Regions from separate parts of the Mus musculus genome. Here regions 1, 2, 3, 4, 5 and 6 are each linked to region 7. The links are chromatin contacts, called in public ChIA-PET, HiChIP or PLAC-seq and promoter capture Hi-C maps. All regions are on one chromosome and are shown on one strand. The core of a region is the stretch at or near the end of the contact, and the rest is flanking DNA. Distances in the headings are between cores, read along the strand shown.

What was found. ChIA-PET counts read pairs in DNA pulled down with a chosen protein or histone mark. HiChIP or PLAC-seq counts read pairs in DNA pulled down with a chosen protein or histone mark. Capture Hi-C pulls out chosen DNA fragments and counts their contacts.
Region 1: a contact with region 7 is called in a promoter capture Hi-C map of adipose tissue. The contact joins the promoter of Slc39a3 here to the promoter of Ap3d1 in region 7. A contact is called at or near these places in 21 of 39 promoter capture datasets (the 3T3-L1 cell line, 3T3-L1-derived adipocytes, the C10 cell line and 13 more), 3 of 484 Hi-C or Micro-C datasets (embryonic stem cells, muscle stem cells and palatal mesenchyme), 9 of 115 datasets of contacts at active chromatin or transcription factors (bone marrow-derived macrophages, cardiomyocytes, embryonic basal ganglia and 6 more) and 5 of 9 other capture datasets (adipose tissue, embryonic stem cells, liver and 2 more).
Region 2: an RNA polymerase II ChIA-PET map of memory CD8 T cells shows a contact between it and region 7, with 5 read pairs. The contact joins the promoter of Zfr2 here to the promoter of Ap3d1 in region 7. A contact is called at or near these places in 4 of 39 promoter capture datasets (the SN4741 cell line, liver and pre-B cells), 1 of 484 Hi-C or Micro-C datasets (embryonic stem cells) and 1 of 115 datasets of contacts at active chromatin or transcription factors (memory CD8 T cells).
Region 3: an H3K27ac HiChIP or PLAC-seq map of embryonic stem cells shows a contact between it and region 7, with 15 read pairs. The contact joins the promoter of Tcf3 here to the promoter of Ap3d1 in region 7. A contact is called at or near these places in 2 of 39 promoter capture datasets (the C10 cell line and erythroid cells), 2 of 15 datasets of contacts at CTCF or cohesin (the NIH/3T3 cell line and large pre-B cells), 6 of 484 Hi-C or Micro-C datasets (CD8 T cells, the G1E-ER4 cell line, the N1E-115 cell line and 1 more), 11 of 115 datasets of contacts at active chromatin or transcription factors (bone marrow-derived macrophages, differentiating embryonic stem cells, effector CD8 T cells and 6 more) and 2 of 9 other capture datasets (adipose tissue and pancreatic islet).
Region 4: an H3K27ac HiChIP or PLAC-seq map of microglia shows a contact between it and region 7, with 4 times the contacts expected there. The contact joins the promoter of Pcsk4 here to the promoter of Ap3d1 in region 7. A contact is called at or near these places in 1 of 39 promoter capture datasets (liver) and 3 of 115 datasets of contacts at active chromatin or transcription factors (astrocytes, microglia and pancreatic cancer cells).
Region 5: a contact with region 7 is called in a promoter capture Hi-C map of liver. The contact joins the promoter of Apc2 here to the promoter of Ap3d1 in region 7. A contact is called at or near these places in 3 of 39 promoter capture datasets (hematopoietic stem and progenitor cells, neural stem cells and pre-B cells), 2 of 484 Hi-C or Micro-C datasets (both in embryonic stem cells) and 2 of 9 other capture datasets (liver and macrophages).
Region 6: a promoter capture Hi-C map of liver shows a contact between it and region 7. The contact joins the promoter of Dazap1 here to the promoter of Ap3d1 in region 7. A contact is called at or near these places in 3 of 39 promoter capture datasets (liver, neural stem cells and pre-B cells), 1 of 484 Hi-C or Micro-C datasets (B cells), 3 of 115 datasets of contacts at active chromatin or transcription factors (astrocytes, large pre-B cells and pancreatic cancer cells) and 4 of 9 other capture datasets (adipose tissue, liver, macrophages and 1 more).

Annotation. Positions count from the first base shown.
Region 1 is chr10:81,035,982-81,038,681 of GRCm38.p6, forward strand. It overlaps Slc39a3 (solute carrier family 39 (zinc transporter), member 3), which reads right to left and starts at 1,334. Exons shown (of 4, transcript NM_001358898.2): 1 at 1,223-1,334.
Region 2 is chr10:81,231,803-81,234,502 of GRCm38.p6, forward strand. Zfr2 (zinc finger RNA binding protein 2) reads left to right here and starts at 1,361. Exons shown (of 18, transcript NM_001034895.3): 1 at 1,361-1,440. The coding sequence starts at 1,388.
Region 3 is chr10:80,432,271-80,434,970 of GRCm38.p6, forward strand. Tcf3 (transcription factor 3) reads right to left here and starts at 1,365. Exons shown (of 19, transcript NM_001164149.2): 1 at 1,050-1,365.
Region 4 is chr10:80,328,179-80,330,878 of GRCm38.p6, forward strand. It overlaps Pcsk4 (proprotein convertase subtilisin/kexin type 4), which reads right to left and starts at 1,295. Exons shown (of 15, transcript NM_008793.2): 1 at 1,093-1,295; 2 at 768-872. The coding sequence starts at 1,272. Reep6 (receptor accessory protein 6) reads left to right here and starts at 1,967. Exons shown (of 5, transcript NM_001204931.1): 1 at 1,967-2,167. The coding sequence starts at 2,053. Gm51809 (a long non-coding RNA gene) reads right to left here. Exons shown (of 3, transcript XR_003949017.1): 3 at 2,281-2,314.
Region 5 is chr10:80,299,697-80,302,396 of GRCm38.p6, forward strand. Apc2 (APC regulator of WNT signaling pathway 2) reads left to right here and starts at 1,346. Exons shown (of 15, transcript NM_001372241.1): 1 at 1,346-1,619; 2 at 2,124-2,282; 3 at 2,441-2,531; 4 at 2,618-2,700. The coding sequence starts at 1,527.
Region 6 is chr10:80,263,764-80,266,463 of GRCm38.p6, forward strand. Dazap1 (DAZ associated protein 1) reads left to right here and starts at 1,251. Exons shown (of 12, transcript NM_133188.3): 1 at 1,251-1,415. The coding sequence starts at 1,387.
Region 7 is chr10:80,740,895-80,743,594 of GRCm38.p6, forward strand. Ap3d1 (adaptor-related protein complex 3, delta 1 subunit) reads right to left here and starts at 1,381. Exons shown (of 31, transcript NM_007460.2): 1 at 1,002-1,381. The coding sequence starts at 1,097.

The DNA.
Region 1 (2,700 bases), core at 84-2,583, 300 kb after region 7:
GATCAAGGAAGACACTGATATGGAAGTTTAGGCTCCTCACGTGTGCACATACACGGTCTGAAGGGATGTGACTATCATCTTAGTACACAGGAGGGTGAGGCGGGACAACGGCTACACATTTGAGACCAGCCTGGACAGTGAGGAAGACCCTACTTCAGAATAAAGTAATACAACAAAATTTAAAAAGAAAATACAGCCGGGCAGTGGTGGCGCACGCCTTTAGTCCCAGCACTTGGGAGGCAGAGGCAGGCAGATTACTGAGTTCGAGGCCAGCCTGGTCTACAAAGTGAGTTCCAGGACAGCCAGGTTTACAAAGAGAAACCCTGACTTGGAAAGAAATATAAATAAAGAAATGAAATAATAAGATAAGATAGTAGCAGCAGAGACACTCTCAGCAGTTGAGAGCACTGGCTGTTTTTGCAGATGACCAAGGTTCCATTCTAGCCTAGAAAGATCTATCTATTCCCCTCTTCTGGCCGCTTTGGGCACTGCACACATGTGCATAAACACAGACACATAAAATAAATTTGAAAAGTAAATTTTGTCGAAAAAAAAAAGAAGGAAAGTAAATTTTAAAAATGAAAATAGGCCGGGCAGTGGTGGCGCACGCCTTTAATCCCAGCACTTGGGAGGCAGAGGCAGGCGGATTTCTGAGTTCGAGGCCAGCCTGGTCTACAAAGTGAGTTCCAGGACAGCCAGGGCTATACAGAGAAACCCTGTCTCAAAAAACAAAAAAAACAAAAACAAAAACAAAAACAAAAAAAAAAATGAAAATAAAATACGAAAGAAAATTAGGATGAAATAAATAAGGTTAAAATTAAGTTAAACTTTAAAATTAAAATATTCTAGAGGAATATTATAAAGGACATAATTACTATAATTTTTTAAAAAATTAACAACAAAAATAACTCCCTTAAAGTCCTTCCCTCCACTGCTGTGAACACAAGGCAAAGTGCATACAACAGGCGCCCAATTGATGCTAGAAGACAGGGTCAGGTAGGGATACCTCGGGTGCTCTCAAAATCGGGCCAGTCGGGGCAGGGCTGGCGGGCGACAAGCTCAGTCTTTCCTTAATCACTTATTGTGCGCCTACTGTGTGCTCCACTCAGCCTCACACTGAAGCAAAGACTCTGTGAACAGGCAGGCACGGTCGGCCAGGGCCCTCGGCTCCGCCCTGCCCCAAGCCCGCCACGCCCAGGCCACGCCCTGACCCCTCTTGTACCTCTGACAGCTCCTCAGGCCTCCAGCCAGTGCCACCTGCCGCCAACTGCCCCGCGGTCCGGACCCCGCCGCAGCGGACCAGCCGAGACCCCCGGGGCTGCGAGCTGCTACCTACGCCCCGCCCACATCAGCGTCTATTGGACACTGTCAGTGCCACTCGACAGAACTCATAGTCCATTGGTCGATGCTGCTGCCAATCCTTCTGCAACGCCTACTGGCTCCGGAAAGCAGTTTTCTCCTTTCTAAACATGAGTGCAGCTACCAAATGATTCCGATAGAAAACACTACTTGGCAACATAGTTCCGGAAGTAGGGCCTCCATCCCGGAGCTGTCCAGGGTCGCGTGGTACTGAATGAGTGTGGCTGGAGGCTTGGCAGGAAGCGATTTCCTACAGCGAATGGAACATTCTTGAAGTCTTTCCTCGCGGCTTAAGAAGATACAGGCGTCCACCAAATATCTATTGATAGCCAGAATAAATTCAAGCTCAAGAGGTCTACTGTGCCCCTCAATCACTACAGTTACTAACAATGTAATCATTCTACCCATACCTGCAGCCTAGGAAATGTCTCCTGAAGTGACATGGCACCTGAGTAGAGCCTACAGATACTACACAGTATGCCTTATTTTTACATTCATTTGTTTGAGCTACGGTCTTGCTGAGCAGCCCAGGCTGGGTGGCATGCAGAAAGCTCAGAATCCTCCTGCATCAGCTTCCCGAGCGCTTGGATTGTAGGTGTGAGTCACCATACCTGGCCTCCTGCTATATCTAGAGCACCTCACACAATATGTATGCTGTGTAAACCGTGCTTTTACTGTGCTAGACAACAAAGATGACAAAGACGCTTCATTCACTGCAGATCAAAGCTTTACAGAACACTATAGTTTTACACATGGTGATGTATGTCTGTCATCCCAGCACACTCTGGAGGCTGAGGCAGAAGATCCATGTACTCTGTCTTCCAAGACTGGCCTACAGAATGAGACACTGTATCAAAAGAGCCATGCACAGCACACTAACACATGAGCCTACCCTGATGTATGTGACATGAGCTTCTCGTATTTTCACTTATTTATTTGGTTTTTGAGACAGGGTTTCTGGCTGACCTAGAAGTCACTCTGTAGACCAGGCTAGCCTCAAACTCAGAGATATGCCTGCCTCTGCCTCCCAGAGTGCTCAGAATAAAAAATATGCGCCACCATTGTCCATCTAAATAAGTAAATAACTTATTTTTTTAAAGATTTATTTGGTTTGATTTTATGTGTATGAATGCTTTGCCTGCATGTCTAAGTGCCATGTGTGTCTCTGGTGCCCAAAGAGGTCAGAGGAAAGTGTTGCATGACCTTGGGTCAGAGTCACAGGTGGTCCTGAGCTACAATGTGTGAAACAAACCTGCATTCTCTGTGAGAGCAGCCAGTCAGTCTTCTTAACTGATGAGCTGTGTTCAGTCCTCCTTTCTAATTGTTAAATAGTATTCTATT
Region 2 (2,700 bases), core at 111-2,610, 490 kb after region 7:
GGCAAGCAAGGGTCCTGGGGAAAATGGAGACTAAGCTACAATTTGATTTAGCAGCTGAGAACTGCAGTTGATTTCCAGACGTTACCAGAAGTAAAAGAGAGCAGAGAAGGATGTCCCCAGTGTCCATAAAGAACTAATCGCCCAGACTTTGGTCCCTGAAAGTGTGAGAGAATAAATGTTTGGGGTTTAACCCCCCTCCATTCAGTTTCTTATCTTTCCTGGTAACTAATATAAGACCCCACATAGTAGTGGATCTCCAAGGTTCTTTCTGCACATCCTGTGAGCACATCAAGTTCCTTCCTGCCACAAGGCCTTTGCCTGTACTGTCAGTACTCTCGGATCTCCTACGTTCATACGAGTGTACATGTGAGTATAGGTCACATAGGCTCTCTCTTCCTGACAACAGGTTTGTTCTAGGCATTTCCCACCATGGAAATGCGTGCCTACTGTCTCACTGAGCACGAGGCTCATTCACCTGTCGGTGCGGCCATAACTCCCACCCACTTTCAGAACCTTCCATCTACCCACACTATGCCCATCACCTCCCTACTTCTTATATCTTACTTCCTGTGTCTGTCAGTCTGAGGACTCCAGGAACCTCCTGGAAGTGAGATCCTGGTCCGAGTGTCCTTTTGTGTCTGACTCATGCTGACATGCTGTCCTCAAGGGCCATCCATCCATGTTGGAATAGGTGTCTGGGTTTCCTTGCATTTTCTGGGCTATTACTCCATTTTGTGTGTTTCCTTTAGCACTGATAAATCAGTTTGCACCTTTCTAGAACACGTCAGAAGTTGGACTCTCAGAGGCAAAAGTCAAGGGCACAGGGCTTGCAATAAATAATAGGGGAAAAGATCACATGTAACTCAAGAGAAACTGCCACAGTCCCCCTGCCTTCTAGAAAGACGTGGGCTACACACCTAGAGCCTTAAGCCTTGGAGGCCACACATGCTCAGGTCAAGGATGGTCACGTGCCACCCACCCACTCTCTCAGCCTTGGAATTTCTCAAGCTTTCTCAAGAATCAGCCAGCTCTCTGCCTTGCGTCCAAGAAGAGATAAGGAAGGTGGCAGTGTACATCAGCAGGTGATGGGGCTTGCCGCCAAGCCCAACTACTGGAGTTTGATCCTTGATCCCTGGGACTCCACGTGGCGGATGGCAGGCCGGGTCTAGAACCGACTTCCCTAAGATGTCCTTTCATCATCATAGAGGCACCTGAGTTAGGCGTCCTCCGTAGGGGGCGGGGCTTGGCCGGTGGGCGGAGACAGGCTGAGGCTCTCTGGGGCTAGGGATGGCAGGTTCGAGCAGGGGCGGGGCTTGAACGAGCACGGGGCGGTGCGTCGGGGGCAAGGCCCTGACGTCACTCCCGTGGGCTCCGGGAGGACGTGGACATGGCGGCTAGCAGCTCTTCCGGCCTCGCGCAGGGCACCAACCCGTCGTCCAGGTAACGAGCCCCGTGGGCGGCGAGGCGCCCCAACCCCGCGGGACTCGGTCGTGAGTCACGGGGAGCGGGGCGGGCCCGAGGCGGGGCGACGGCCCCTGGGGTCCGCGGGAGGGCGGGGCGGGGAGTCCGGGGAGTGACAGGCAGGGTGGGGGCGGGGACCCCGTGGGGATAGGGCTAGCCTAGGAGGGACCGACCTGGATGGGTAGGGTGGGGACCGAGGATGGAGGACAGAGTTGGGGGAGGGGACTGACCTCAGAGAGGACCTGAGACCTTGGGGAACCTTCCAAGCGGGAATAGGGTGGGGTGTTCTGGCCCCTGATGGATAGAATTGGAGTTTTTGGTGTCTGATGTATGGGGGAATCCTCCAGGCAGGGATGGAGTCAGAGTTCTGGTTCCTGATGGATGGAGGACCCTCGAGACGGGGATGGAGTCTGGGGTTCTGATGTCTAGTGGATGGGGGACCCTCCAGATGGGCCTGAATTGGGGGTTCTAATCCCTGATGAATGGGGGACCCTCCAGGTGAGTATGGATTGGGGGTTCTGGTGTCTGACAGATGGGTTACCCTCTAGACAGGGATGAATTTGGGTTCAGTCCCTGATGGATGGGGGGCTCTCCAGACGAGGATGGGGTCTGGGGTTCTGTGTCTAATGGATGGGGGGCTAAGCTAGGCAGGGTAAAGTGAGCCTCTGGTCTTTGGAAGTCAGTAAAGCACAGGCAAGTGGCACAGGCTTCCAATCCAATCTTTGAAGAGAGAAGCTGAGGCAGTGTGTGTGTGTCTAAGTTCAGGGCTAGCCTGAGCTACAGTGAGTATGAGGCCAGGCTGAAGAACTAAAGGAGATGTTGTCTCTAAATAAAAGGCCACATGAATAATGTCCGTGCCAAGTGGAGAGAAGGCGCTTGGCTGTGTGTGAGGAGTTGGGGGCTGACGGCTGGGGACGAGTGTCCTCTTCACTCAGTGGCTTGGTTAGGGTTACAGTTGCAGTGATAACACACCCGGGCCAAGAGCTGGTGAGAGGGTCACTGTGGGGACCAGAGTTCCAGGTCTGTAAGTCAGGCAAGTCCACTGCCGTAGCACAACACACACAAATATACAAATGATGAAAAGAAAAAAAAAAAGAAAAGAAAACGCTCCAGTCAACAGCAAGCTGGGAGGAAAGGATTTGCGTGACTCACACTTCCAGATCACCATGACAGGAGCTCACACAGGGCAGGAACCTGGAGGCAGAGCTGATGCAGAGTCCATGGAGGGCGCTGCTGACA
Region 3 (2,700 bases), core at 115-2,614, 310 kb before region 7:
CCCCCCCTTCTCCTCCCTCCCCCATTCCAGCAGCCACTGCGGGAGGAGGAAGGTTGGAAGTTCTGAGGCTCGCAGAGGCCACCATCGTGTCCCAAACCCTGAGCTGTGCCGCGCCCCACATTAACACAGAGCAGATGTTCCCATCTCGGGGTCCCTGTGTCTCCCCTCCTTCTCTGTACCCAGAGATCCCTTTCTTGTAGCAGACAAAAGGACTTGCTCTCTTTCCTCCAAACTCCAGTTTAAATCGGGGGGGGGGCATCCTTAAGTGGCAGGGGGGGTCTTCCAAGATCTCCAGGAGTTGGGGAACCCCAAGTTAACGAGGTGAAGATATTGGGTTCACTCTTCCTTCCAAATTCCAGTTTGGATGGAGATTTGGAGACTTCCCTGGGTGGGGGTGGGTTGGAAAGGGACACCTCCCACAAAATCCCCAAGAATTAGGAACTCTAAATTGTGGAGTGCGATATAATCCTCAGCCTTCCAAACTCCACTAGGATCAAGGGGACACCTCAAGTGAAGAGGTGAAGGTGGGTGATAAGGGGACACCTCCCCTAAGATAACCACGAGTTGTGGAACCACTAGCTAATGGAATGAGGAGGTGGCCCTCTCTCTTCCCTCCAAACTCCAGCTCCGATCAGGAGGACCCCCTCTCTAAGGGCAGATGGAAAGGGAACACCTCCCCTAAGATCCCCACGAGTTGGAGAATTCCTATCTGATGAAGTTGGGTGACCGTCCACAGAGAACCGTCACAAAAGAGGCCTGGGCAAAGTTTGCTCTCAAGTGCGCGCGTCCCCTCCACGTCGCCCCCCTCTCCAGGCGCGCAAAGTTGAAGACAGAGAACAATGCGCCGCCGGGCCCGGGGCCCTGTGCAAGGGGGACGCGTGCACACTCCCCCGGGGGCTCACCCCAGCCCTAGCCTCCCCGCGGACCCGAGAGAGACCCAGAGGCAACTTTTTTTTTCTCATGCACTAAGCAGAGGGGGGGGGTCCCCACCGTGCGCGCGTCCCCGTGAGCCCCACGCGCGCGTCCGGGGCCCCTCCGCGTGCGCTCACCTGCTGGGCGGGGGCATGCACCGGGTGCACCGGGGCTCCCTGCTGCCCACCGCCCTCGGGGACCCCGGGGACAAAAGGGTGGCGGGCGCGTCCCCGAGGGTCGCGCGTGGGCGGCGGGAGCGCGCAGGGCTCGGGGTCGCGCGTCCTTCCTCCTCCCCACTCGCGTTCGCGTCGCCTGGTCTCTCTCGAGCTTCTCTCAGAGCAGGCCCCGCGGGAAGGGACTGTAGCAGAGGCGGCGGCGCGCGGCGGTGGCCCGCGGTGGCCCGCTACGCCCGCAGCCGCCGGCGCTGCCTCATCTTCCTGCGGCGGGAGACATGTTCCGCCCCCCCACCCCGCCCCGCGCCGCCCGCGGAAGCCACGCCCCCAAGTGACCACGCCCACTGTCGCCAAAAGCCACCTCCCCTAAGTCGCTGCAGCCGCGCCCCGACCGGATACACAGATCCCTCCACTACCTCTTGAGGCGATAGTAACATACACCACCTCACAACAGTCACTGCCAGAACACCCACAAAGATTACCATGACACCAAGAATCAACCCGTATCTAATACTAAAGTACTTCCGGCAGAGATAGTCTCTATCAAACCGAGGGAAAGACTTAGGAACTATCTTCCTACGCGGCGGTATACACGCACTGAGCGAAGCGTCCTTGACGCAAGCGGGAAGGACCATTAGATTGAAAGATAAGGACCGCTACAAATAACCAATGGGAAGGTGGAGAGGTTAGATTGGCAGAACTCAAACCATTTATTGCGAAGTATCATCTGCGTTCCCGCCCTACAGCAGAGGCGGGATTCTCAGAGCAAGAGGCCGCGAGAAACTCAACGGGAAGGCGGTGGAAGGGCGGGGTTTGAGATTTTATTTTCGGGTTCTTATGCCCGCCGGCGCCGCCACGTCAAGTGGGTTCTATTTGAGTTTCTAGGATGGGCTCTGGGTGTTATGTGTTCGAGCGGGTATATCAAAGTCGGGATGGGATATCAGATCCTTAATGAGAGGCTAGGAAACGATGGATCATTCTCTCTCTTGCTGAAGGACCTCCACATTGGTCAACTTTTCCGTCTTTTGAAAATAGGTGTTTCGTGGTGCATATAATAAAAAATGCCAGGAGGTGGCGGCACTTTAATCCCAGCACTGGGGAGACAGAGGCAAGCAGATCTCTGTGAGTTCAAGGCCATCCTGGTCTACAGAGTGAGTTCCAGGATAGCCAAGGCTATCCAAGAATCACTGTCTCGAAAGAAAGAAAGAAAGAAAGAAAGAAAGAAAGAAAGAAAGAAAGAAAGAAAGAACAACGAAACAACGAGGGCGGGAGGGGTACTGAGAGGAGAGAGGGTAAACTGAGATTGGGATATAATATATGATAAAATAAATTTAAAAAAGAAAAACACATAATGAGGCCAGGTGTGGTGGCCCATGCCTTTAATCCCAGCTCTTGGGAGGCAGGAGGAGCTCTTTGTTTGAGTTTGAGGCTAGCCGGTTATATAAAGCAAGTTGCAAGCCAGCCAGCTAAGGCTGTCCAGTGAGACCCTGCCTCTCCCTGAGGGTTGTAGAGACAATATGTCCCTCGCGCCTAGCTTCTGCTCAGTCTTCACAGCTCACTGGGGCTCACAGCCCAATGAACACAGCAGAAAGGTGCATGGCACAGTGGGTGTCCA
Region 4 (2,700 bases), core at 45-2,544, 410 kb before region 7:
GTGGTGGTTTGAATGAGAATGGCCCCTACCTTTTATACTTGGCTGGGTTCCCAGTAGGTGAACCTGTTTAAGAAGGTCTATCGCTATCACTGGGAGGTGGGTGGTGGGCTTGGAGGTTTCAGAAGCCCATGTCCTTTCCAGCTAGCTCTCCCTTCCCCTTGTGAACTATCAGCACCACCTTGACCCCTCCTGCTATGCTCCCTGACATACTGGCCATGGCCTCACCCTCTGAGTCCAATAAGCTCCAATAAAGTCTTCCTTCTGGAAGTTGCTTTGGTCATGGTATTTGTCATAGCAATAGCTAAGATAGGTCCCAGTGCAGGTGATCCCCTCTCTAACGTATCCTGTAACCCTCTATGGCTCATACCACACCTCCATGCCTGTTTTTTGACTGCCATCTAAGAGTTGTTCCCAGTGGCAGACTGGCCTAATGTGGACAGGACACCTACAGAAGCACCAAAAACTTGGGCTCTGCCCCTGGTTCTGCACACTCACCGACTCCAGCTCCCCTGTGTGCTGAAATGGACCGGTTCCCTTCCCTACATCCTGTGGCTTGCAGGGGGGGAAAGGACCAGTGCATGAGACCTTCCATTCAGGACAACAGGGCAAGGGTTTATCTGAGTCCCCCTGGATATTAAGTTGTGTTACATATGCGCCTAGCTCACACATGGCTTCCCCAACTAGGCCCCACTTCACACAGGCCACTCATAGCAGGAACGGTGACAGAAGGCTACTGGTTGGGACACAGCATCCACGAGCACTCTCACCTTGGGATCTTTCTTCAGTCGTAGACGATGGCCCCAGTGTGGAGTCAGGGACTGCTGGGCCACACCCCGGTGCCGCAGATGGAAATACTGGTCGTCAGGGAAGATCTGGGAATGCGACGGACAACAGGGGCATAGCTGGGACCCTGCTCCTTTGATAGGATCTCCACGACTTTATACACCTCAGCCAGGGGTCCATATGACAGCCACAGAATCCCAAATTGAACATGGAGGGGCACACAGATACATATTTGGGGAGGTCTTGGGGACACCCTCCCATTTGTCCAGATCTGAGGTTGTCCAGACCCACACCCCACGTCCCACCCACCTGTCCCAGGTTGACGAAGCCAAATTTACGGGCCAGGCGCTCAGCTTCCTGGTAACCTTTGGTCACCCGCACTGCCCAGCTGCTGACATAGATGGGGGCCTGGGCTGAGGCCCACCTCACAGCCAGGAGGGCCAAAGTCAAAGTCAGACCCAGCCACAGCTCTGTCTGGGAGGGCCGCATAGCGGGGGGCGGGGCGGGGGCGGGGCTTCAGGAAGCACTCCCAGCCTGGACACCATAGCAACGCGAAGCTGTCAACTCCCAAGGGGCCTTGCGCTTCCTTCCTCCCCCACCCCCTCCCCACCTGGGAGGGGTGGGAATATTCCACTAGGAGTGACACATTCATAGGGACCTAAGCCTTCGGGAACCTCACTTTCTCCACCTATACAAGGACAACCCCTCCATCTGCCCTTAGGAGCAGGTTCAAGGTAACAGGTGCCTTCAACCTTTATTTGGCCCCGCCCACTTTTCTCCACGCCCCCTCCTTCGTGATCAGCTTCGTTTTTCCAGTGTAGTCCCGCCTCCTTTCTGGTCTGTCCAATCAGCGCTGATCTTTACCAGGCTCCGCCCATCTGTTCCTCAACTAGCTCCACCCACGTCAATCGCTCTCCGTCAATAATCTACCGCTTGTCCAATCACTATCGTGCCACACCCTCTTGACCAATCAACACGCCATCACCCTGGGGCCCCGCCCCCTCGGGACTCCTCGCTGCCGCCCCGGCCCTCACCCTGGCCAGAGGGCCATGCGGCCGGGGAGACGGGGCAGGCCCCACCTCCTTTGTCCGCCCTGCCCTCCCATTGGCCAGAGCCGGGGGGCGGGGGCGGAGCCAGGGTCCGGGGCCGAAAGCACTGGGCCGGGGGCGGGGCCGGGCGGTGGGCGGGTGGTGAAAGTGCGCTCTCGGCGGCGCCGGTGCGCGAGGTTGCGGGCGTGCTTCAGTGGCCTGCCCCGCGCCCGCCGCTGCCATGGACGGTCTGCGCCAGCGCTTCGAACGTTTTCTGGAACAGAAGAACGTGGCCACCGAAGCGCTCGGGGCGCTCGAAGCAAGGACCGGTGTAGAGAAGCGGTATCTCGCCGCGGGTGAGCCTGGAGAGGGGTGCATGTCACTTGGTTCCCAACGGGCACCATGAGGTCCTGGGTCCCATCACTGGAAAGGACTCATGTCATGGGTTCTAGACGAGCTCCAGGAGGCCCTGGGAATGCAGGCTTGGCTCCCGGGTCCTATCCCTGTATAAGTTGCAGGACCCAAGTTCTGACTGGGCATCTTGAAGTTTGGGTGCCCTCACCCTGGAAGGAGTTTACATCTTAGGTTTTCTACGGGGTTTGGGAGGTCCTGAGAGTTCATTCCTAGCTGCAGCATCCCATCTCTAAGATGGACCCTTATACCAGGCATCGTGAGGTTCTGGGAACTCTGACCTGGAAGGTGTGCACATCCTAGGTTCCTGAGGGCCTCTACAAGGCCATAAGGACTCAGACCTAGAAGGAGTGCATATCTTGGGTCCCTGATGGGCCTGGGAAAAGACCTCATGAGGTACTAGGCACCCAGACCAGACTGGGAAGAAATGCACAGCTGGGTCCCCAACAGGCAACCAAAATGTCCTAGGTGCCTATCT
Region 5 (2,700 bases), core at 96-2,595, 440 kb before region 7:
TTGGGGCTGGGGATGGAGGCGGCTCTTTCTGTAGGACGATGTAGGTTGTGGGGCTACCGGAGTCAAAGGTGGCCTCGTGTGCAAACCTAAGGACAAGTGAGTGCATCTCTGTCCCCAGCGAATTCCAGTGTGCCTGTGGGGGTCAAGGCTTATCCCGAGGGCATCAGGAGCCATAGTGCAAGGATGGCGTCTTTTGGAGGGGAGTGTGACTTCAGTATATAGCAGGCAAGGAGAGGATGGAGGAGTGGCCTGGTGAGAGGGGTGCAGAATCGAATGCGAATGCACCCAGCCTAGAGGGCTGGTAGCCCTGTGGATTCCGAACAACAGGGTACATTAAAGAAGGGCATCAAATGTGGACTGAGAACGTCGGCACAGGTTGGCATGTGGGGATGGATGTCCGTACCTGCCGAGCCTCATCTGTTTCTTTTGGCTGGGCAGGGCATGGGTGACTTCAGCTCCAACCAGGGCTTAGATTAGATATGAGCCTTGTTCCTAGCTGGGATACCCCGAATTTGGTTTGGGTAGGATTAACATCCTACCCAAAGACAAGCATGAGTAGGTCTCCCTTGGGACCTTCTGTCAGCCCTTGGACCGGCCAGGATTTTCCTCACCCTTCAGGTGGATGCAGAAGGCGTGGAGAGGGGACTGCTTTGTTTGTATTAATTTTTGGTCTTTTGAGACAGAGCCATATGTAGCCCAGGCTAGTCATGAACCCAATATGTAGCCTAAGCTAGGCTTGAATTCTTGATCTTCCTACCACCACCTTCTGAGTGCTGAAACAATGGGTGAGCGCCACCATGCCTGCCTAACTGCCTGGACTTCTGAGCATCCCAGGGTCTGGATTTTGATTATGTCTGTCTTTCCTCCTCCCCCTCTTCTTTCCCACCCCTCAGCCCTGGACCTCAGTTTCCCTTTTGGGGGAACAGCTGTTTTAGGAAGAGAGCAGAAGGCATGGCTAGGTCCACAGCAGGTCCTCTGAGGGGATGGAATGATGAGGGGCTGAGACCCTAGACACTCACTGCTTCCCTCTACCCATGTCCTGGGTGACATCAGGGTAGGCGGGGCTTTCCAGAGAAGAAGGGAAAAAAAGAGCATTAGGTTATGTGTGTTGGGGGTGGGGGGAGCAGGTGTCACCTAAGCAGGGGAGGGGGTGTGGTTGGTTTGGGATGAAGCCTCAAGGCTGGCAAGGAGAGGAAGCTCCTGAGGAGGGAGCAGCCGAGAGGATGAGATGGTGTTACGCACTCCACCGTGCCTCAGGACGAGAGGATGCTATTGGTGGACCTCAGACAAAGGCGGAGGGAGGGGGCTTCCATAGACGGAAGGGAACAAAGACGGAAGGAGGATCAGTCGTGGAGGTCTCAGGATAGCCTTGGAGGGAGAGCCAAGCTGGGGGAGAAGGTGCTGGCCAACTGGACAGAGGGAGGAGGCCGGACAGAGAGAGAAAGAAAAGACAGACAGAAGCACAAAGAATGGGGCTGTGACGGAGCTGAGGGAGGCATGGTATCCAGGCTGGAGGTTGCTGAGCCATGAACAGAGCCACTGGGGACCCTTGCGTGAGTGGAGGGATGTGGGGCCACAGGGGGTCCCGGCCCAGGACACAAACACCTGGGAGGATTGTGGTGAGTCGGGGTCTTCTGCATCGCCCTCCCTTCCTCTTGCCCATCACTCTCTTAGCCAAGGCTGCTCGGCCTTCAGGGTGTTCTGGGCTATCTAGTGACCCCTCCTTCCCAGTGTGTCTGCCCTCCTGTCTGTCTGTCTGTCTGTCTGTCTGCAGTCAGCTTCTCCTGTGTCAGTCTGTGAGCCTGGTGGCCTCCAGGTGGCCCTGCTGACTTAGACTGCCAGGGTGACAGATGTCTGTGTGTCTCTCTGGCTGTCAGTACAGGTATCATAGAGTCTTTCTGTCTGTCCACCCATCAGTTAGCCTTATACACATCAAATAGCCTCCCAGGTTCAATTCCTCCTGTTTCTATGTCTCTCTCAAATGCTGGTTCCCAGGTGACTGGTTGACACTATTCCTGCCTCGAGGGCACACCCAGGATGGGTGGGAGGGCTGGGCTCTGCTCCAGGACTTTCTGAGAGGGAGCCGATGACCAGCACCCACTGTTGTGACCCCTTACCCCCAGGCACTGCAGGAGTTGAAAATGACCAGCTCCATGGCCTCATATGAGCAGCTGGTGCGCCAGGTGGAGGCCCTGAAGGCCGAGAACACTCACTTAAGGCAGGAGCTGAGGGATAACTCTAGCCATCTCTCCAAGCTTGAGACAGAGACTTCTGGAATGAAGGTGAGAGCCTGCATGGAGGGCATGGGTCAGAAAGACAGACACGAAAGCACCGATGTCTTGGGAGGGGTCCTCAAGGCATGTGGACTGCCAGGGTGACAGATGTCTGTGTGTCCAGGCAGCCCTGATGCTCACAGACCTATTCCCTACCATGCCCGCAGGAGGTCCTGAAACACCTCCAGGGCAAGCTGGAGCAGGAGGCGAGAGTGCTCGTGTCTTCCGGGCAGACAGAAGTGTTAGAGCAACTGAAAGGTGAGTGACTTCCAGAACGGCCCATGGCCAGCAGGGATATAGCAAGAGCAGGTCACTGACCTTCACCAGTGCCTCCCTCCCTCCAGCTCTTCAGACTGACATCAGTAGCCTGTACAACCTCAAGTTTCATGCTCCAGCCCTGGGCCCGGAGCCTGCCGCCCGGACTCCA
Region 6 (2,700 bases), core at 1-2,500, 480 kb before region 7:
TCACAGAGATCAGCCTGTCTCTGCCTCCCAAGTGCTGGGTTTAAAAGTGTGCACCAATACTGCCCTGCTTCAGGCTTTGTTTGTTTGCTTGTATGTATGTTTTGGTTTTTGTTTGAGAAAGTCTTGTGTACCTCAGCTGGCTTCTAGTTCACTATATAGCTGACCAAGGGAGGCTGACCTTGAATTCCCAGTCTTCCTCTCCAACCTGAGCGCTGGGATGACAGGTTTGCACTGCCATGACTGTTTTAAGTAGTCTGGGGATGGAACCCAGCTCTTTAGCCTAGAAAGATGCTCAACAAACTGAGCCATTACATCGTTTTATTCACTTACTTATTATGTTGTTGTTGTTGTTGTTGTTGTTGTTATTATTATTATTATTATTATTATTATTATTGTTTGTTTTGTTTTCTCGAGACAGGGTTTCTCTGTGTAGCCCTGCCTGTCCTGGGACTCACTCTGTAGACCAGGCTGGCCTTGAACTCAGAAATCCACCTGCCTCTGCCTCCCAAATGCTGGGTTTAAAGGTGTGCGCCACCACTGCCCAGCTTTATATACCTTTTTGAGACAGGGAACTGGTTATGAGAGGAAAGGCAGATTATCCAAGTGAGAAGTCAGCTGCAGACAATAGATAGTAGTAAGAGTGTGGCTGTCCATGTTAGTGGTACTAGGGACAATGTTTTTTTGTTTTTACTTTTTCTTAGTAACTATTGAACTTGGTTAATTTTTACTTTGAACCCAATCGAGCCTTAACTGAATGACCTTGGACAGGTGAGTCAGCCTTTGTGACCCAGTGTATCATCTGCGAAAAAGGAAGAGCGGGAGGTGACACAGTTCAGAGCATGAACGTGCAGCCTGCTTTATGCACCGGCCTCTGAGGGGCATCTTAGACTTTTTCCCCTCGCAAGCCCCCACGCAAGACCAAGATTCGCGAGTGGATAAAGGGGAACCCGCGTCTGCGCCTGCGCGCGCCATGAACGCCCGGCGCCGCATGCACGCGTACGCACGCACGTGGCTGTCTCCCTCCGCGCGCCTTCTGAAGGCCAGATAATGCAGAGGACTGCATTTCCCAGAAGGATTAGATTCGACAGGGCGGAAACGCATGTCTCGGTTGTCCGTGTTGCGCAGGCGCAGAGCTCTGCGTCCCTCTCGCAAGCGGGCACGCACGCGCGGCGCGCCCCTGGCCCCGCCCCCGGAGGCCCCGTGCGGGAGCGCGCCCGGGCGTGCGCAGGGCGGAGGCGCGGAGGCGCGGGGACGCGCAGCGACCGTTGGCGCGGAGGGAGGAGGCTCAGCGCCGCCGCCGTTGCGCAGATCCGGGCCGCGGCTGCGGGGAGGGACGAGCGGTGACCTTCCGGAGGAGCGGGGCGCAGCGGGCCGGGACGGGGCGCCATGAACAGCGCGGGCGCCGACGAAATCGGGTGAGGCTGTGGAGCCGGGCCAGGCCCAGAGCGAGGGAGGCCGGGGTGCCGGACCGGCCGGGCCGGGACTTTAGAGGAGAGCCGGGGTGCTGGGGGGTCGCCCCAAAGGCAGCCCATGGGTAACTGAAGGGACCCAAGGTGATAACTCACGAGCCAGAGAAACCCTAAATGAAGGTTCACGGGTCAGGGGCATCCCATAGGATAACTCACCGGACTGAGAGACCCTGAAATGATAAATCAGGGTGTTGAAGACCCTTAAGTGGATCCTTGAAGTCAGGAAGGTAATGTAGGATAATTAGGGGTGCTGAGAGATCTCTCATAGATTCTAAGTACCAGGGAGATTACAAAAATGGACCAGGGTCCTTGTGAACCCTAAGTATTAGAATGGTGAAACTGAGGGATCTCCAAAGAATAGATTATAGAGCAGAGAGACCCCATAGAGTTGCTCTGGGGAGTTGAATTCTAAAAGCTAGATCACAGGTAATGGAAACCCTGTAAAATAGATTAAGGATGCTGAGACACCCTAAAGAATACATAGGTCAAATAAATTAGGTTATGGGTGCCGAGGAACCCCAAAGTATAGATTACAACTCAGAGAGACCGCATGGGATAACGCGGGGATCTGAGAGGTACCCCGAAAGATTAGGGTGCTGGGGTTATCTAGTAAAAGCGCAGGGATGAGGAGATCACAAAGAACAGATCAGGATGTTGGAGCTTCCTAAGTGGAGTTTGGGGTCAAGGAGTCTTCAAATGATAATTTTGGAGGTTGTGGGATTCTCCAGATTTCAGGAATTAAGGTGACCATCAAATCAGGAGACTGAGGGACACTAAAGGATAGTTCAGATGTTAGAGGGACCCTAAGTAGAGCCTGGGTGTCGGGGAGACGCCCCCCTCTGATAAAATTAAAGGAATTTGGGAACACTGAAAAGTTGGTGTCGGGAGACCCCAAAAGATAACTCAAGGTGCTGAGTCCTTCACAGGAGTTAGAAGAGGACCCCAGAGCTGGGCGGTGATGGCGCACGCCTTTAATCCCAGCACTTGGGAAGCAGAGGCAGGTGGATTTCTGAGTTCGAGGCCAGTCTGGTCTACAAAGTGAGTTCCAGGACAGCCAGGGCTACACAGAGAAACCCTGTCTCGAAAAACAAAAAAAGAAGAAGAAGGAGAAGGAGAAGGAAGAGGACTCCAAAAGAGAGCTGGAGGGTTATGTGGATAAGGTGGTTGGGAAGGCCCTATAGAATAAGGGTTTGAAGGACCCTCCCAAAGGCTATATTAAGGTATAGGGGAC
Region 7 (2,700 bases), core at 131-2,630:
GAATGTGGAAGCCCTCTTGAGAGCAAAGAGGGCCACAGTACAAAGGAAATATCACATAGGGCAGTCCACACCCAGCAAAACGCAGGCCAACCAGCTATTTCAACTGAAGTAACAGCCAGGGAGAGCAGGGAGGGTACAAACCACACCAGGTAGGGTAGAAGGGAAGAGGGCTACAGAGAAATGACTGTCCCAGCTAGGGACAGGCACCCTCTTTCAGCATGGCCTTCCAGCCCAGGAGGAGGCCTGCGTCTTTCCACTGAGCCAGGCACTAAGTAGTCACTCTATCACTTCTTCCTTAATCTAGGTCACAGGCTGTGGGGAGGAAAGGAAGCAGCGCTTGTAGTCTCAGTGTAACTTCTGGAAAAATCGCTTCCACACCCTGACTTCTGCCTTCTTTGAGCTTCCAGTTTTGAAGTCAGGCTTCCCCATTCCAAGATGCCCCTAGGTCCTGCACACACTAATAGTTCAGGGGATCTGGGGCAGGAAAACCTGGCAGGGTTCCCAAGGAAGCCCAAGACAGCCACCCGGGCCTGTGCTTTCCTGACAAGGGGATTTCTCCATGGGAGACACGTAGACCTATGACAGGATTTTTCTGTGAGGGTCCCCGATTCCTCCATATGGGATCCAGAAACTAGCTCAAGTGGGGGAACCTTTGCCTAAGTAAGTCTTCTTCAAGAAGGTAAACTCAGGCTCTAGCAGTGGCATCCAACTTCAAGACCTAAAACGCTGAGGCCTTTAGGGCAAGGACTGCTCCAAGTGGACAATTTGGAGGTTCAGGGAGTGGCCCCTAGTTACAACAGACGAGACACCTGAGCCATTTTGGACAGCGCCTGTTTCAAGCTGCTGGGGGTAAACTGAGGCCAGGGGAAGGAGAGGCTGTGCAGAGCCGCAGCTCTGGAACAGGCAGGACGGGAAAGGCGATGGGGTCGAGGAAGACGGCTCCACGGCGGGCCAGAGGCAATGGGGGGAAAGCCCGGCAGCCCCGCTCCGCGCCGGCTCACCTCGTCCTCCTTGTGGTTGCGGATGCCGCGGACCAGATCCTGCAGGTTCTTATCGAACATGCGGTCGATACTGCCCTTGACCATCTTGAGGGCCATCGCGGCGGCCCGTGGGCTGCGGCCTCCGAGGGAAACGCCGCTGCCGCGGCCCTAGAAGGTGCGGGGACCCGGCGACCGCACCTCAGGCAACCGCCCCGCTGTGTTTCCGGCCGCCGCGGAGGGGACGCCGTGGAGGCCAGAGCGACGGCTGTAGCCGGAGAGCAGTCTGAGGAGAAGGGGTAGCCAGTAAGCCCGCCCCCCCCAGCTTCCACAGACCCTTCCCAGCTTAGGGCCGCTGCAAATGGCGGCCAAGATGGCGGTGGGTCAGCTGACGGAGAGCCTCAGCCTCCCGGAAGCCCCGCCTCACCGAAAAGCCCAGCCCCACATTGCAGTTTCCTTGACAACCACACGCCACCCAATAGGAAAGCAGACACCACCCTTTGACGCCTAGCAGCCCACCCCTTCCTCTGCAATGCCTTGCAGCCTCATTGGTGAACAAGAACTCCACAGACGTCCTAACCACGCCCCTAAGGGAAAATCGAGAGCAGGTCTCCCCACTCGCTAAATGACAGCAGTGGGCGTGGTCTTATCTGGTGTGGGCGTGGCTAGAGGAGGGCGGAGCTCCACGTGGAGCTTTTTCTGCAAGGTCCTGGCCAAATATATCCAGCCCAGCCTTTTCTGAATTTAAGTGGTGACTTGGGAATCAGTGTCAGGAGTCAATCACACCAGCAATCCAACCGGCCGGCCTGTGAAACCCTGTCTGTAAAACCAGCACAAGGCTTGGATGGTGGACACCATACAGGAGAAACTGTGGTGGGCAAGTGACTTTGCTGGAGATGGTCCACCGTTTTGCACAGCTGTGATGCATGTTCCTAGAGAGGCACTGCCCCCCGGAGGCGTTCGTCTCTGGATTACTTCTTGGTGCTGCAGTGCCTCCTCATGTTTTTCATTGTTATATGCCTCCCATATCTAGTACGATGTGAATGGGCACCAGGAGACCCTCACTGCCTAGAGTCTGCTGTGGTTGCTTATTGGGAGACAGCCCACTCGATTGGGCAAGTCTCCTGCAGATTAATATAAAGATGAACTTTCATAAAATAGATGAATTAATGATTTTATAGAATTTCTTATTTGATTAAAATAGTTTTAAGATGTTAGGGTAGGTGATAGAAAGTTTAAGGAGGGGCTGGTGAGATGGCTCAGTGGGTAAGAGCACCCGACTGCTCTTCCGAAGGTCCAGAGTTCAAATCCCAGCAATCACATGGTGGCTCACAACCATCCGTAAAGGAGATCTGACTCCCTCTTCTGGAGTGTCTGAAGACAGCTACAATATATTTCCATATAATAAATAAATACATCTTAAAAAAAAAAAAAGAAAGTTTAAGGAGATGGTTTAGATTGTTTTGCCAGAAAGATATAGTAAAGTTAGCATTAAGCATAGAATGTGTCCCCTCCTTTGGCTGCAAACGTTAAATAAGGAACACAGTGAGCTTTCGTGTGTTACAAGCATGTAATTGTACTTGAAAGACAAAATAGGCTTGGGACTAATTTTTTTTTTTTTGGTGCACAAACACTTTTATTTATTTATTTATTTACTTATTTATTACATGTAAGTACACTGTAGCTGTCTTCAGACGTACCAGAAGAGGGCATAAGATCTCAT